Linked DNA regions of Sus scrofa: regions 1 and 2 are each linked to region 3. The links are chromatin contacts, called in public HiChIP or PLAC-seq maps. All regions are on one chromosome and are shown on one strand. Each heading gives the region's core, a stretch centred on a gene start, on an enhancer-like site or on the middle of the called end of the contact. The rest is flanking DNA. Distances are from core to core; before and after follow the strand shown. Region 1 has its middle 110 kb from the start of NCOR2. Region 2 has its middle 130 kb from the start of NCOR2. Region 3 overlaps NCOR2 (nuclear receptor corepressor 2).

Region 1 (4,770 bases), core at 2,252-4,751, 190 kb before region 3:
TTACTTGTCTTGTTTGTTCCAATTATGTCAAGTAAGCCATTATAATTTTACGTTTTTTAGATTAACATTTTTGCTCAAGGGCACAGTAATTAACAACGGCTGGGAGTTTAAGGATTCTGGGCAATAGAGAGGCAAAATTTTCCCCTGTAAATCTTTGGAAAAGCCTGTAGGCTGCTGGGCCACCCAAGCAAACCCTCAACCCCAGCAGGGGTAGGGGCTTCTGTACTTTAGCTGGATGAGGGGAGGAAACCACTGCTTGTCTCCCAGCCCAGGGCAGGCCACCACTCTCAGTGATGTGGGGGACATGCAGCAAAGGGACCTCCAACAGCCTGGATCTCCCCTTCCATCCTGTCCCTCTGGGCCTCTGCTGGGGATATTACTCTCCCCGCCGCAATTCCCTGGGCTGTGCCTTATCTGTGCCTGGCACACAGCAGGTGCTCGATAAATGCTTATTAATTGAGGAAATGGACAGAGATGGCAACCTGGTGGCCCACAGGTCAAATCCAGCCACAGATGTGTTGGATTGAGGCAGCATAAATAGTCCTACCATCTGATAATATTTTACATGCATCAAAACATCCAGCTTCTAGAAAAGTCTAGAAAAAGAAAGATTTCTAGCTACATTGGGTCACATTCCCTTGTGGCAGCAATTGCGGGAGGTAAAATGTGGCTACCCTCGCTAGATGGGGTGTGGGTTCAATTTGCCACAGTCCCCACTACTCCTTATTGCCCCACACCCAACCACGCTGCTCTCATATTACCCATCTGGCTCCACAGGCGTGAATACTCTTGATTTGGAAAGTTTCCCCCTAGTGGCTACGTTGTGAGTCTCTTGCTCACCTAACAGTTCAGGGTTCAGAGTGAGTATTTAGGTGGAGGGGAGTTTTCTTTCCTCAGTCATTCACCTCTCAGGCTCCCAACATCTTGTGGTTCCACCATGTCCCTGAGCTTCACACTTACAGCAGCTTCCAGTTGGTGGAAAAGAAAGGGATCAAGGAGCAAACAGTGGAGGCTTGGAGGGTCTGCCTGCAAGAGCTCAGTCACATGGCCACTGCTAGGTGCAAAGGACGATGGGAAGTGCCATCCTGCTGGTTGCCCAAAGGAGGGGAGAGTGGATTTTGATGGGCAGCTAATGGTGTCTGTCCATCACTGGCTTCTCTCTCCCAGCCCCAGAAGCTATCATCTCCTCCTGGGCTCACAGTCTGGCTTATCATTATATATTCCCCACCCTCATATATTATCTAGGGCATCAACTTGATACCTGGAGCTCTTCATAGCTCTGCCTTTGCAGTTCAAAAGCCCAGGTTCTGATAACTCAAAAGCTTTGCCCTCTGGGAGTTCCCATTGTGGCTCAGCAGGTTAAGAACCTTATTAGTATACATGAGGATGTAGATTTGATTCCTGGCCTAGCTCAGGGGGTTAAGGATACAGCATTGCTGTGAGATCACAGATGTGGCTTGGATCTAGGTTTGCCGTGGCTATGGCGTAGGCGCAGTTCTGATAGGACCCCTAGCCTGGGAACTTCCATGTACCACAGGTCAGGTGCAGAAGAAGGAAAGAAAAAAAAAAAGCTTGCCTTCTGAAACTGAATAGGCTTTTTTATGTTTTTCTACTCTCTTATTCTTCCCCTGGGCAATGAATGCTTCATTGTCTAGTTTGGCAGAGGACAAAGGGCAAAGGGCAAAGAAAGAACCCTTCTTTGGGTTCAATAGGATAAAATGGCCCTTGATTGGAAACCACATCCTACCATCACAACCCGGCAATTCCACTCACACGCATTTACCGGAGAGAAGTGAAGACCTGTGTCCCATATATTCTCAGACACAAACGTGCTGAGCTGCTTTATTCAGAAGAGCTAAAAATTGGAGACACCTAATATCCATCAGCTGGTAACCAGATAAATTTCATTTACCAGCACAATGGATCCCATTCAGCAATAAAAAGGAGTGAAGTGTTGGAGATCCCCTGGTGGCTCAGTGGGTTAAGGATCTGGTGTTTTCACTGCTGTGGCGCAGGTTCAATCCCTGGCCCGGGAATTTCTGCATGCTGTGGGTGTGGCCAAAAACCCCCCAAACCAAAAAACACTTTGTGAGACTTAAAATATGTGTGTGTATATATCATTGCAACGGCAGTGGCTTGGGTCACTGCTATGGCACAGGTTTGATTCCTGGCCTGGGAATTTCCACATGACATGCAGGTGGCCCCCAAGAAAAGAAAAAAGAAAAAATATATACCTATAAGAGGGAGAGAAGTGTTGACACGTGTCGCAATGTACGTGAATCTCAAAATCTCTATACTAAGTCAGAGGTGGGCAAGCCTCTTTTGCAAAGGCTCAGGCAGAATATTTCTGGCTTTGTGGAACTTCCTGTCTCTGTCTCAACTCTCCTATTTTACCTTTGCGGTGTAAAAGGAGCCAGAGATAGTGCCTAAAGGAATGGGCATGGCTGTGTTTTAATAAAACTTTTTGTGAGCCCTGAAATTTAAATTTCCTATCATTTTCACGAGTCATGAAATATTCTTCTTCTTTTGATTTTTTTTTCAACCATGAACTAAATGTAAAAACCCAGGAACTCATTCATTGCTGGTAGGAAGGCAAAAACAGCAGAACTGCTTGGGAACACTTTTTGGTGGTTTTGTATAGAACTGAAAGCGCACTGACCCTGCGATCCAGCTACTGCGCTTTTACCTGTTTCCGAAGGGAGGTGGTAACTTACGTCCGCACAAAAACCTGCCCGCGGATAGTTATGGCAGCTTTACACATAATCGCCCCAACTGGAAGCAGCTGTGATGCCCTTCAGCAGGTGAATGGATAAACTGTGGTCCATCCAGACAATGGGATTTTATTTGGCACTAAAAAGAAATGAGCTAGCAAGCCAGGAAAAGACATGGAGGAAACATAAATGCCTATTTCTAAGTGCAAGAAGCCCATCGGAAAAGGCTACCTATGTGTGATTCCATCTTTCTGACATTCTGGGAAGGTAAAACTAGGGGGACACTAAAAAAAGCCCAGTAGTTGTCGAGGGTTGTGGGGAGGGACGGATGAAAGGCAGAGCAGAGGGAGTGTTGAGGGCTGTGACAGTGCCCTCATGGCAGGTATCTTTTATTATACATTTGTCCAAACCCATAGAGGGCCCAACACCAAGGCAGAGCCGGAATGTCAACTGTGGAGTCCCGGGAAAAATGACGTATCCATATTGATTCAGTCATTGTAACAAATGCGTCACAAGGTAATGCAAGATATTAATAACAGAGGAAGCTGTGTGTGGCGGGGGAGGGGGGTGGCGAGCAGGGCAGGAATGTGGGACATTTTGTACCATCTGCTCTGAGGTCAAGGCTGTCGGTCCTGTTCACCGTCTGGTGAGAAAGGAAGAGACACTTAGCAAACGTCTATTGAGTGAATGAAATGAGGTTAATTCCTCTGGGCCAGGCGGGGCAGGTGGGACGGGCTGTTAGCCTCGGGGGAGACTTTTGTCCCTGGAGCTTAATGGATGGACGGATGGATGAGGATGAGTCAGGCTCACGCGGAGTCCAGGAAGTGAAAACAGCCAGAGCAGAGGCTGAGACGTGGACAGGGCCTGTGAGTTTGGAAAAAAGCAGCTGGGTGTGGCCAGAAAACAGGTCAGGAGGCCAGGGGGGTGGCTGAGCATGTGAGCGTGTGGTCCCCAGGGTAGAGAGAAAGGGATCAGGTCATTTGTGGTCACATGTCCTTTGTATTAATTCCTCACGGCTACAGGCCAGTCTCCCTCATCCAGAGTGGTGACACTGGGCTGTTGGGTCCCTTTGCCTGGAAGCAGGTTAGGTCTGGGCGGTAGTTTCTACAGAGATGGCCAATTTTGGCTTTTTAGGCCCACATCTGCTGCATATGGAAGTTCCGAGGCCAGGGGTCGAGTCAGAGGTGCAGCTGCCAGCCTACACCACAGCCGCAGCAACACGGGATCTGAGCCACGTCTGCAACCTAGACCACAGCTCACAGCAATACCAGATCCTTAACCCACTGAGCAAGGCCAGGGATCAAACTTGCATCCTCATGGGTACTAATCAGGTTTGTAACCCACTGAGCCACCACGGGAACTCCCGGAACCTCCACTCCCGGAACCTCCACAAAATTCTTAATCACACCTGCAAAGTCTCTTTTGCCCTGGGTTATAGTGAACCCCTCAAAACTCAGATGTTGAAGCCCTAATCCCCAGAACATCAGAATGTAACTGTTTTCTGGAGATAGGATCTTTAAAGAGGCAATTGTGTTAAAATGAGGTCATTAAACCTCAGCCTACTGGCACCCACCCTCCCCTAGAAGGAGAGGAGATTAGGATACAAAGAGAGCAGAGGCGCAAGCGCACACACAGAGAGCCAGCTGACCCAGTGAGGACACAGTGAGAAGGTGGTTGTCTGCAAGCCAAGGAGAGAGGCCTCAGGAGAAACCAGCCCTGTCCACACCTTGACCTTGGACTCCAGCATCCGGGATTGTGAGAAAATATATCTCTGTTGTGTAAGCCCCCAGTCTGTGCTATTTTGTTATGGTAGCCTGAGCTAACACACCAAGTAAGGTAACATCCTCAGGTTGTGGGGGTAGGACAGCCCCTTCTGGGGGTGGGGGTGCGGGGTTATTCTTCCCACTACAAGGTGAGGATGCAGAAGGGGATGGACCCTGAGGGGAAGGAGGGGTGGGTGGGACACTGGACCCAGGTACTAGCTACTGCACCCTGCAGACCCTGGGGCAGCAGAGAGGCTCATATATTCCTTTTTCTGGGCGCTTCCTGATTCCCCAGT
Region 2 (4,516 bases), core at 822-3,321, 210 kb before region 3:
CGTGGGATCCAAGCCGCGTCTGCAACCTACACCACAGCTCATGGCAGCGCCGGATCCTTAATCCACTGAGCGAGGCCAGGGGTCAAACCCGCAACCTCATGGTTCCTAGACGGGTTCATTTCTGCTGCACCAAGATGGGAACTCCGGATTTTCTTTTCTTATTAACCAGAGCAATAATTTCCTTTCCTTCCTTTTCTTCTTCTTCTTCTTCTTTTTTGTAAATTGAGTCACTATAAAGAGTTGAATTTGGAGTTCCTGTCATGGCGCAGTGGTTAATGAATCCAACTAGGAACCATGAGATTGCGGGTTCAATCCCTGCCCTTGCTCAGTGGGTTAACGATCCGGCGTTGCCGTGAGCTGTGGTGTAGGTCGCAGACGCAGCTCGGATCCTGCGTTGCTGTGGCTCTGGCATAGGCTGGCAGCTATAGCTCTGATTCGACCCCTAGCCTGGGAACCTCCATATGCCGCGAGAGCGGCCCACGAAATAGCAAAAAGACAATAAATAAATAAAGAGTTGAATTTTGTCCCTTCTCACAAAAATATATGTTGAAATACTAACCCCTGTATTTCAGAATGTGTCCGTATTTGGAAATAGTGTTTTGACAGGGGTCATCAAGTTAAGATGAGGTCATTAGATTGGGCCCTAACCCCGTATGACTGGAGTCTCTATAAAAAAGGGTAAATTTAGAAACGGACATGCACAGAGGGAAGATGACTCAAAGGGACCATGCCGTATGACTAGGATGCCAAGGAACACCTAGGGTTGCCGGCAAAACCAGAAGCTAGAAGAGGAAGGAAGTGTTCTTCCCCAGAACCATCAGAGTATGGCCTTGTTGACCCCTTGATTTCAGACTTCTGGCCTCCAGAATTGTAAGACAATGAATTCCTCTTGTTTTAAGATGCCCAGTTTTTGGCATGTTGTTACAGCAATCGAGGAACCTAATATAGTAACTTGAGTTGGTCTCTGTCACTTGCAAGCAAGAATTCTGAGCAGTGCATGGTTACAGCCTCATATAAGCAGTTATTTACAAAAATGGTAAGTTTCCCATTGGAAATACCAGACTCCAACAATTTAGTGGTACCCAGAGTGCTTACACGGACTTTATCTTCCTCCATTATTCCCCCCAGTCCATATCCCTAGTGCAGCCTGACCTTGGCAAGCTGCACCCCACTCCCTCAGGATGTATGATTATTTGGTCCCCATGCTTAGGTCAAATAAGCTTTGTTTTATCCTACTTCTTTTTTCTTTCTTCCTTTTCTTTTTCTTTTTCTTTTTTTTTTTTATGGCTGCACCTGCAGCATACAGAATTTCCCAGCCTAGTGGTCAAATCAGAGCTGCAGCTGCCAGCCTACACCACAGCCACAACAGCCTCAGATCTGAGCTGCATCTTTGACCTATGTTGCAGCTTGCAGCAACACTGGACCCTTAACCTGCTGAGCAAGGCCAGGGATCGAACCCTCATCCTCATGGACCCTATGTCGGGTTCTTAACCCACTGAGCCATAATGGCCACCACAAGCTTTTTATCATCCCTGTAATAGAGCTTATTCCATGACAATGTCCCAAGTGCCATGAATACCAATGATATGAAATGAGATGATTTTAAGTAGAACACCACAGTATTTTTTTTGGCTTTAATAATTAGTATTTATTTCAATGTGTGTTCACACGTTGTAACTGTGCAGCAAACCTGCAGTGTCACAAATATCATTGTTCACTGTATCTGTCTGAGTCCCAGTTCTCAAATGGAGTAACTGGGAGAGTTAGTGAAGGGACAGCCTACAAAGGTGGAGGTGAGGTCTGTGGAGGGAACCCAAGAAGAAATTGTGCAGTGCCCAGGGCTCCTGAAAACAAGAAGCTGTTATTACCCATAGGCTGCATGGACAGGAAGTAGCTACTGGAACCCAGAGAGAGCTGGAGCTGGAGGACAGGGGCCATCTGACAGAAGGGTCCTTCAGCAGAAGAACACAGCCCCTGTTCCAGTTACGGTCAGGCAGGAAAGGCAGTACCGGGGAAGTACCTCACCCTTTTTCTTCTCCCACCCTTCTATCTTTCCTTGGTGCTTCCCATTGGCTGATTCTGGAAGGAAGCCAGAGTGCAAGGGATCCTGGGAAATGTAGTCCACAGGGTCAGCCTCCTGATAAACAGAGCAGGGAGGGTCTGGAGGGGCAACCGAAAGTTAACCAGCTTGGTACAACCACTATGGAAAACAGATGAAAGTACCTCAGAAAACTAAACATAGAACCAGCAATCCCACTCTTGGGCATATATCCAGACAAAACTTTCATTGAAAAAGATACATGCACCTGTATCTTCATTGCAGCACTCACTGTTTACAATATGCACAGGGAACTATATCTGGTCACTTGTGATGGAACATGATGGAGGATAATGTGAGAAAAAGAATATATAGGAGTTCCCGTCATGGAGCAGCGAAAATGAATCCAACCATGAGGTTGCAGGTTCAGTCCCTGGCCTCGATCAGTGGGTTCAGAATCTGGTGTTGCCGTGAGGTCTGGTGTAGGTCGCAGATGCTGCTCAGATCTGGCGTTGCTGTGGTTGTGGCAGCTGTAGCTCCAATTAGACCCCTAGCCTGGGAATCTCCACATGCCATGGGTACAATCCTAAAAAGCAAAAAAAAAAAAAAAAGAATATATATGTATATGTATGACTGGGTCACTTTGCTGTACAGTAGAAATTAGCAGAACACTATAAATCAACTATAATTGAAAAAATAAAAATAAAAAAAAGAAAGTTAACCAGCGTAGCTAATGTGAGGCTGCATAAACGACAAATGTAAATGTAAGGAAACAGTTGAATTTTAAGTAGGTCCATTCAGGCACTGATCATTCTGCACGTGACCCGAAAACAAGGACACTTTATTTCCTTTCTCCCACTGTACACTGACCTCTGCTTATATGCCATTTTGTCCCCAGATCCCAGCTTTGGGGTCACATCTCACATTGCACCAGCCACCTCTGACTTGGGGGATCTGGGGGACTTGGAAGCACCTCCAGAGGAGAGTTTGGCCGTGGGAAGGCTCAATATTTTCCAGAACTCTTTCTCAGAGCTAGCCAGCTCCCCTCTCTGCTCCCAGGGGAGCCCAGAACTCTGATGGTTTCCCTATGAACATTGCCAGCGTGGTTTTTAACAGGCAGTTGCTGTGCAAGTGCCCATCAGGCCGAAAAGAATGAAGCAAATCAGCATGTGCTGGCACAGGAGAGAGACAGAAATGTGGTGGGCGGAAAGGGCCCTTGCAAGGCTGTTGGTAATGCACACAGTGGGCAGAATAGCGCCCCCTGAAGATGCCCAGGCAAAAGGAGCCTGGCAGATGTGACTAAGGACATTGAGATGGAGAGACCATCCCGGGCGAACCGCACAGACCCTAAATGTAACCACAAGTGTCCTTTTGAGAGGGAGACAGAGAGTTTGCAGCAACCTGGATGGGCCTAGAGATTATCATACTAAGTAAGAAAGTGAAAGACAAATACCATATGATATCACTTATATGTGGAATCAAGAATATGGCACAAATGAACTTATCTATGAAACAGAAACAGATTCACAGATAGAGAATAAACTTGTGGTTGCCAAGAGGGAGGGGGTGGGGGAGGGATGAGTGGCGAGTTTGGAGTTAGCAGATGCAAACTAGTATATATAGAATGGATAAACCACAAGGACCTACTTATAGCACAGGGAACTCTATTCAATATCCAGTGATAAACCGTAACAGAAAAGAATGTATATATATGTATAACTGAGTCACTTCGCTGTACAGCAGGAATTAACACAACATTGCAAATCAACTATATTTCAGTAAAATAAATTTGGTGTTCCCTGGTGACCTAGCCCATTAGAGATCAGGCATTATCACCGCTGTGGGTCGGATCGATGCTGTGGCTTGAGTTTGATCCCTGGCCGGGGAACTTCTGCATGCTGTGGGCACGACCAAAAAAATATAAATTAAATAAATTCGAAAAAAATAAAAATAGGAGTTCCCGCTGTGTTACAGTGGGTTAAGGATCCAGCATTGCCACAGCTGTGGCCTAGGTCACAGCTGTAGCTTGGAATCGATCCCTGGCCCGGGAACTTCCATAAACTGTGTATGCAGCCAAAAAAGAAAAAAAAATTAAATAAATAAAAATTTTTAAATTTTTAAAAGAGGGAGGCAGAAAGAGACTTGACTACAGAAAGGAGGATTGGACAGTGGAGAAAGGACAGCTTATTCAATAAGTGGTGCTGGGAAAACTGGACAGCCACATGGAAAAGAATGAAATTAGGACACTCCCTAACACCACACACAAAAATAAACTCGAAATGAATTAATACCTAGATATAAGACCAGACACTATAAAACTCTTAGAGGAAAACATAAGCCAAACCCTCTCTGACATAAATGACGGCAACATCTTCTCAGATCCACCTCTTAGAGTATTGACAGTAAAAGCAAAAATAAAAAAATGGGACCTAATCAAACTCAAAAGTTTCTGCACAGCAAAGGAAACCCTAAACAACA
Region 3 (4,821 bases), core at 761-3,260:
TGTGGGGCCAGGCCGCAGGGCCTGGGGGTCTTTGTGCCCTTGGCAGAGTGGGGTGGCTCCCAAGTGCCAGATGGGGCTTCAGGGACAGGGACGATTCCAGGTCATGGGCAAGGCTGGGTGTAGCAGCTGGCACAGAGAGCAGGACTTGGAAATGCAAGAGGAGCGATGAAAGAGGGTCTTGCATGGAAAGTCGTGGGTTTTGTTCTTTGGGTTTTTTTGGAATGGCTTTTGATTATGGAAATTCTAAAACAGACATAAAAGGAGCCGGATGGTAGAACACACCCTCTAACACAGATTTCTGCAGTGTTAGCGCCTCACACAGATTCAGCAGTCTTCCACAGGAAATCGTACTTTGGGGAGCAATTCCCGTGATGTGTTTGGGGTTTACTGCTCAGAGACAGAAAACCCAGGTCCTTAGCGGCTCATTTCTAGGTTCTCACGGTCGCAGACCTGATTGTTCTCCTTATATGAAGTGACTACAGAACAGTCATGGATGCTAAGAGTTACTGTTGGCTTGGTGTTTAAATTTCCCCTCATGTGTTTGATATTTCTATTTATTTATGCTTTCTTTAAAAAAAAAAGTTTCTGGGGGTGCTTTCTGTGTTTGGCCTTTCTGGAGCTTTCATGTCGCTATTCTAACGATTTCACACTCTGTTAATCCAGTAGCTGAAGAAGGGGGGACCCAGGCTGGGCAGGTATCTGCTGGGGCCCCCCTATGACAGCTTGCACCTTTTAAGGTTCTCGGAGACCTCTTGTTTTCAGCAGAATTAATAGCACTTGGGGCCTTTGACAGTTGTGTACCAGTGGCGTAGAACTCCACCAGTTACTGGCTTTGTGACTTGGAGCTTCTATTTCCCTTGCCTGAGCCTCAGTTTCCACATCTGTAAAATGGATGTAGTCACAGTGTCTCCTTATTCAGCGTCTCTAGGTGCTCAGTGCATAACAATCAGTAAACGTCGGCGGAGGGTATAGGTTGGAGGGGGGTGAAACAGGTGCCCTAAGAGATTCTCAAGTTTGATTCCTGGTCTCCTGGGGACTCTCCCTCTGCTTGGGGAAACCTTGAGGAAAGGATTCGGGGGGAAGGAAGTGTCACTTGGGCAGGGAGAGGAGGGGAAGGGAAGATTTTTTCTGTCTGGAAAAGAAAGGCGTTGGGGTGTTTCCAGCTTTGCAAACTGCCTGAGGCAGGTTCCTAGGCTGGGAAGCCTGCCTGGGACTCGGACTCGCGGCTTCCTCTGGGAAGAGAGAAGAGGCCGTTCCGGATTCTCCAGTGTCTGGTTGGGAAGCAGGGGAGGGGCCCCCTGGCTGCCTGCCCAGCCATCTGGAGGGCTGGGCAGGACGATCGCCAGGCGCTGGCCCAGGCTCCCTCCCGGGGTCCCAGGGCCCCTGCCTTGCCAGCAGCCTCTTCTCTCCCTGGGGGAGACCTCAGGGCCGGTGGTGCTTCTTGGGGACGGGCAGGCCGAGGCTCCGCCCAGCCTCCCCAGAGCCCCAGAGCAGCCTTGACCCACATCTCCACCCCCGCTGTCCGCCTGCTCCTGTGGCCCTGACATTTCAGCCAGGCCGAGCTCTTTCCCAGTAATTCTCCTGGCAGCTCAGGAAGCCAGCTGGTGGGGCGCCAGCTCCCCGCCACCCCTCCAGCTTCAGTCCCTTCTTGCCTCCTCCTGGGCTGGCTTGCCTTCTGCCTGCCTCCCTGCGGGCGCCCAGAGCCTCTGCTCCCACCTCTCCCGGGGAGGCCCGGCGGCCTCACCAGTCCTGCCCTGTGACCTCGCCAGTGGGGGCCCCTGAGTGGGCCGGGCAAGGCCCAGCTTCCCAGGCCCAGCCGGAGATAGAAACAAAAGCAGATTTTAAAAGGGGGGGAACCCCAGCAAAGGGCTGCATGTAATGTCCTCATTTTTCCTGGAACCCGCCTCCAGCAGGACAAACAAATGTATTTTCAAAGGCGCTAAAACCAGTGACTCACTCCAAGGAACGCCCTCTCTTACCCCTCGGTCCCGCCCGCAGCCCTTCCCACACCCCCCTGGGCTTAATTGCTCCGAGTGGGGCGGCGCCCGTCCAGCCGGGCCAGCGGAGATGGCAGGCGCCCGGGAGCTCGGCGGCTGCCCAGCCGGGAAGCTCCTCTCGTCCTGGTCTCAGGGCCGCCCTTCTCTCCCTACAGGTTCATGCAGCACCCCAAGAACTTCGGCCTGATCGCATCATTCCTGGAGAGGAAGGTAAGTGCCTGCCTGCTAGCCCTGCGCCATCCGTCCCTTTTGGCGTCCACTCCTGCCGCGGCCTCCTGGGCCGGGGAGAAGGACCCTCCCACCCCGCCCACGAGGCCTCTGCCTGCTTGCTCCTTGCTTTCCTTACTGTGTCTGCGAGCACTTCCCTCCTTCCTCCCTCCTGGGAGAAGCAGCCACAGGCCCCGCCCCGGCCCTGGGGGTGGAGCTAAGGCCGGGAAACCCCAGGAGAGCTGTGTGCACTGCAGGCTTCTCCAAAGACCGCTCCTTAGACAGGGCAGCCAGCATCCTGACAGATTGGGCTCAGGTTCCAGAAGCCATATGCCATGCCTGGCCTCCTAGTTAAGGCTGGATGGGCAAGAGTGGTTGTCCTCTGGGGTCCTGGACAAAGTGACCCTTCTAGTCCCTCTGATGGTCACTCTATGTTGATAACCCTGATGCCAACCCTGGCGTGTGGCTGGCAAGTCCTCATCCCCACTGAGTAGACCTTTACATAGAACTGACACTCGAGGAGTTCTCTGGTGGTGCAGTGGGTTAAGGATCTGGTGTTGTCACTGTAATGGCACAGGTTTGATTGTTGGCCTGGGAACTTCCACAGGCCGGGGTTAGGCCAACCACCCCCCCCACACACACAGACATTTGCACCCCACCTTGGCCCCAAACCCAGCCTGGGGCAGCGCCTCTCTCTGCTCTGGCTCCCGTTAGCAGGTGGATACAAAGCATCCCAGAGAATGGGAAAGCCCCCTTTTATGCACCCACGAGGCTGGCCTAGGCAGTGGCTGGATCAGCCACAGGTAGGAAGGAGCTGGTCTGGGGGCTGGATGTGGCCCTAGGTCACAGTTGGCCATTGGACTCCACATCATCAGGGCGGAGCCAGACAAGCTTCCTGAAAAGATTTACTTTCTGGAGTTGCCATGCTGGGTGTTCTAAGCAACGTTTCCCTAAATCTTGTTTCTCAGAGGTGGGGTGCCCGCCCACCCCCAGCTTTGCAAATACCCAGCTGCTGGAGGCCTCACACTTCCTTGCTGTGGGAGGGCGGTCGGAGCAGGATCCGGGCGGTTATTTTAAAGGGTAACAGTTGTTCCCAGCATCTGCCCTTAATGAGCTGATAACCATAGAAGGAGGGAGATGGGGCAGTGTGGGGAAATGAAATCTCTCCCTGCCTGAAAAACCAGTGTGGAGAAGCAATCCCTATAAATAGCCTCTCCTCCGAGGGAGTGACAGCTTCTTCCTAGGGGTGTGGACCACACAGGAGGTTTTAGGTTGGGGCTCCCAGAGATGGAAACAGGGGTTTCTGAAATTGGTAATTGACCAGCACCGTTTGGGAATGAGGGGATCAGAGGTCCCTGTGCTGGAAAAACTTTATCTGTTCTTTGGCTAAGAGGCAGCCCAAGCTGAGACTTCAATAGAGTTTCCAGAAGAGTCTGAAGCTGGAGGTTCCAGCGATGCCTTTGAGGACTGGCATGAGAGAGGCGAATAGTAGGGTGGGAGCTGGGTGGACTGGCCAACCCCTGCCCTTGTGGAGGGCCACCTGATGCTTTAGGGCCAGCTCGTGGTCGCCCAGCACAGGAAGGTATTCTCCAGAATTTGTTCAAGGAGAAGTTGGACGCCCACATCACCCAGTTTGCAAATGCTGGCATCTGATTGTAAAATGTTTTTCTTCACTATTTGGCAGGCCATGCTGGTGGCCAAATTTAGCCTGGGAGCAGCCCCTGTTCATAGCACAATCCAGGAAGTGGATAAGGACACAGGGCTTTGAGGCCCAGCCCGCCTCTGCACCCAGCAGCCCTCATGGGATGCCCCTCAGAGGCCAGGTCCTGGCGTGGCACCAGCTCCGAGCATCATACCAACACTTTACATCGTGTCAGTGATGGCTGCCGGCTTTAGTGAGCACCTAGACCAGCCCCGCGGCTGCAGATGGCAGCATCCTTATCTTGTGTCCTCCAGTTGCTCTGAGGACACTGTCGCTCTTACTGGTCCTTGTGGACGAGGAGGTGGTGGGCTTCAGAGAGGGCCAGTCACTTACTCAGCAAGACGCAGCACCAGGATTCAGACCCAGAAAATGAAAATTGTGGAAAAGACCAAGAAGAGAAAAGTTAGAAACATTCCAAGAGATGAAGAGTTGCTTGGGGACCTTAATCGGGCAGACGCAGGGAGCTTGGAAGAGGTTACTCAGGGCCCCATATATTATGGAAGAAGAAACTGGGGTGAGAGAAAGGAGACCTCAGACCCAAGTTGAGGAGCTGGGAGCCTTTGTTCACTTTGCCGGGATGGCACATGACGGCTTTGTTGTCATGGTTACCAGTAGCAGCTGTGCGTGCCCTGTGCTGGGTGCAGTCCCACGTCCTTTATGTGTATGTGTGTTAATTTACTTGGTCTTCAGGACAACCCTGTGAAGTATGTGCTCTGAGTACGCCCATTACACAGGCGAGAAAACTGAGGCCCAGAGAGGTTAGGTAAGCTGGCCAGGGTCACCCAGCTAGTAGGTGGAAGAGGCAGGAATTGAACCCAGGCCTTCTGGCTCCCAGCCGCCTGCCCTGACCACCCACAGTGCACCCTCTGCAGAGCTGTTTTCTCTCTCCGCCCTGCAGACGGTGGCTGAGTGTGT

The links. HiChIP or PLAC-seq counts read pairs in DNA pulled down with a chosen protein or histone mark.
Region 1: a contact with region 3 is called in an H3K27ac HiChIP or PLAC-seq map of alveolar macrophages. The contact joins two enhancer-like sites. A contact is called at or near these places in 2 of 2 datasets of contacts at active chromatin or transcription factors (alveolar macrophages and skeletal muscle).
Region 2: a contact with region 3 is called in an H3K27ac HiChIP or PLAC-seq map of alveolar macrophages. The contact joins two enhancer-like sites. A contact is called at or near these places in 2 of 47 Hi-C or Micro-C datasets (both in embryonic fibroblasts) and 1 of 2 datasets of contacts at active chromatin or transcription factors (alveolar macrophages).

The regions. Positions count from the first base shown.
Region 1 is chr14:28,533,165-28,537,934 of Sscrofa11.1, forward strand. No RefSeq gene overlaps it. Among named protein-coding and RNA genes, the nearest start is that of NCOR2, 110 kb to the right of the region's middle. Within about 2 kb of position 3,502, at least 19 of the 83 cell types and tissues checked have an H3K27ac peak or open chromatin away from gene starts, as enhancers often do. A contact at or near this core is called in alveolar macrophages, where this site is marked.
Region 2 is chr14:28,515,085-28,519,600 of Sscrofa11.1, forward strand. No RefSeq gene overlaps it. Among named protein-coding and RNA genes, the nearest start is that of NCOR2, 130 kb to the right of the region's middle. Within about 2 kb of position 2,072, at least 14 of the 83 cell types and tissues checked have an H3K27ac peak or open chromatin away from gene starts, as enhancers often do. A contact at or near this core is called in alveolar macrophages, where this site is marked.
Region 3 is chr14:28,724,096-28,728,916 of Sscrofa11.1, forward strand. NCOR2 (nuclear receptor corepressor 2) reads left to right here. Exons shown (of 49, transcript NM_001044576.1): 14 at 2,153-2,207; 15 at 4,805-4,821. Among named protein-coding and RNA genes, the nearest start is that of NCOR2, 84 kb to the left of the region's middle. Within about 2 kb of position 2,011, at least 57 of the 83 cell types and tissues checked have an H3K27ac peak or open chromatin away from gene starts, as enhancers often do. A contact at or near this core is called in alveolar macrophages, where this site is marked.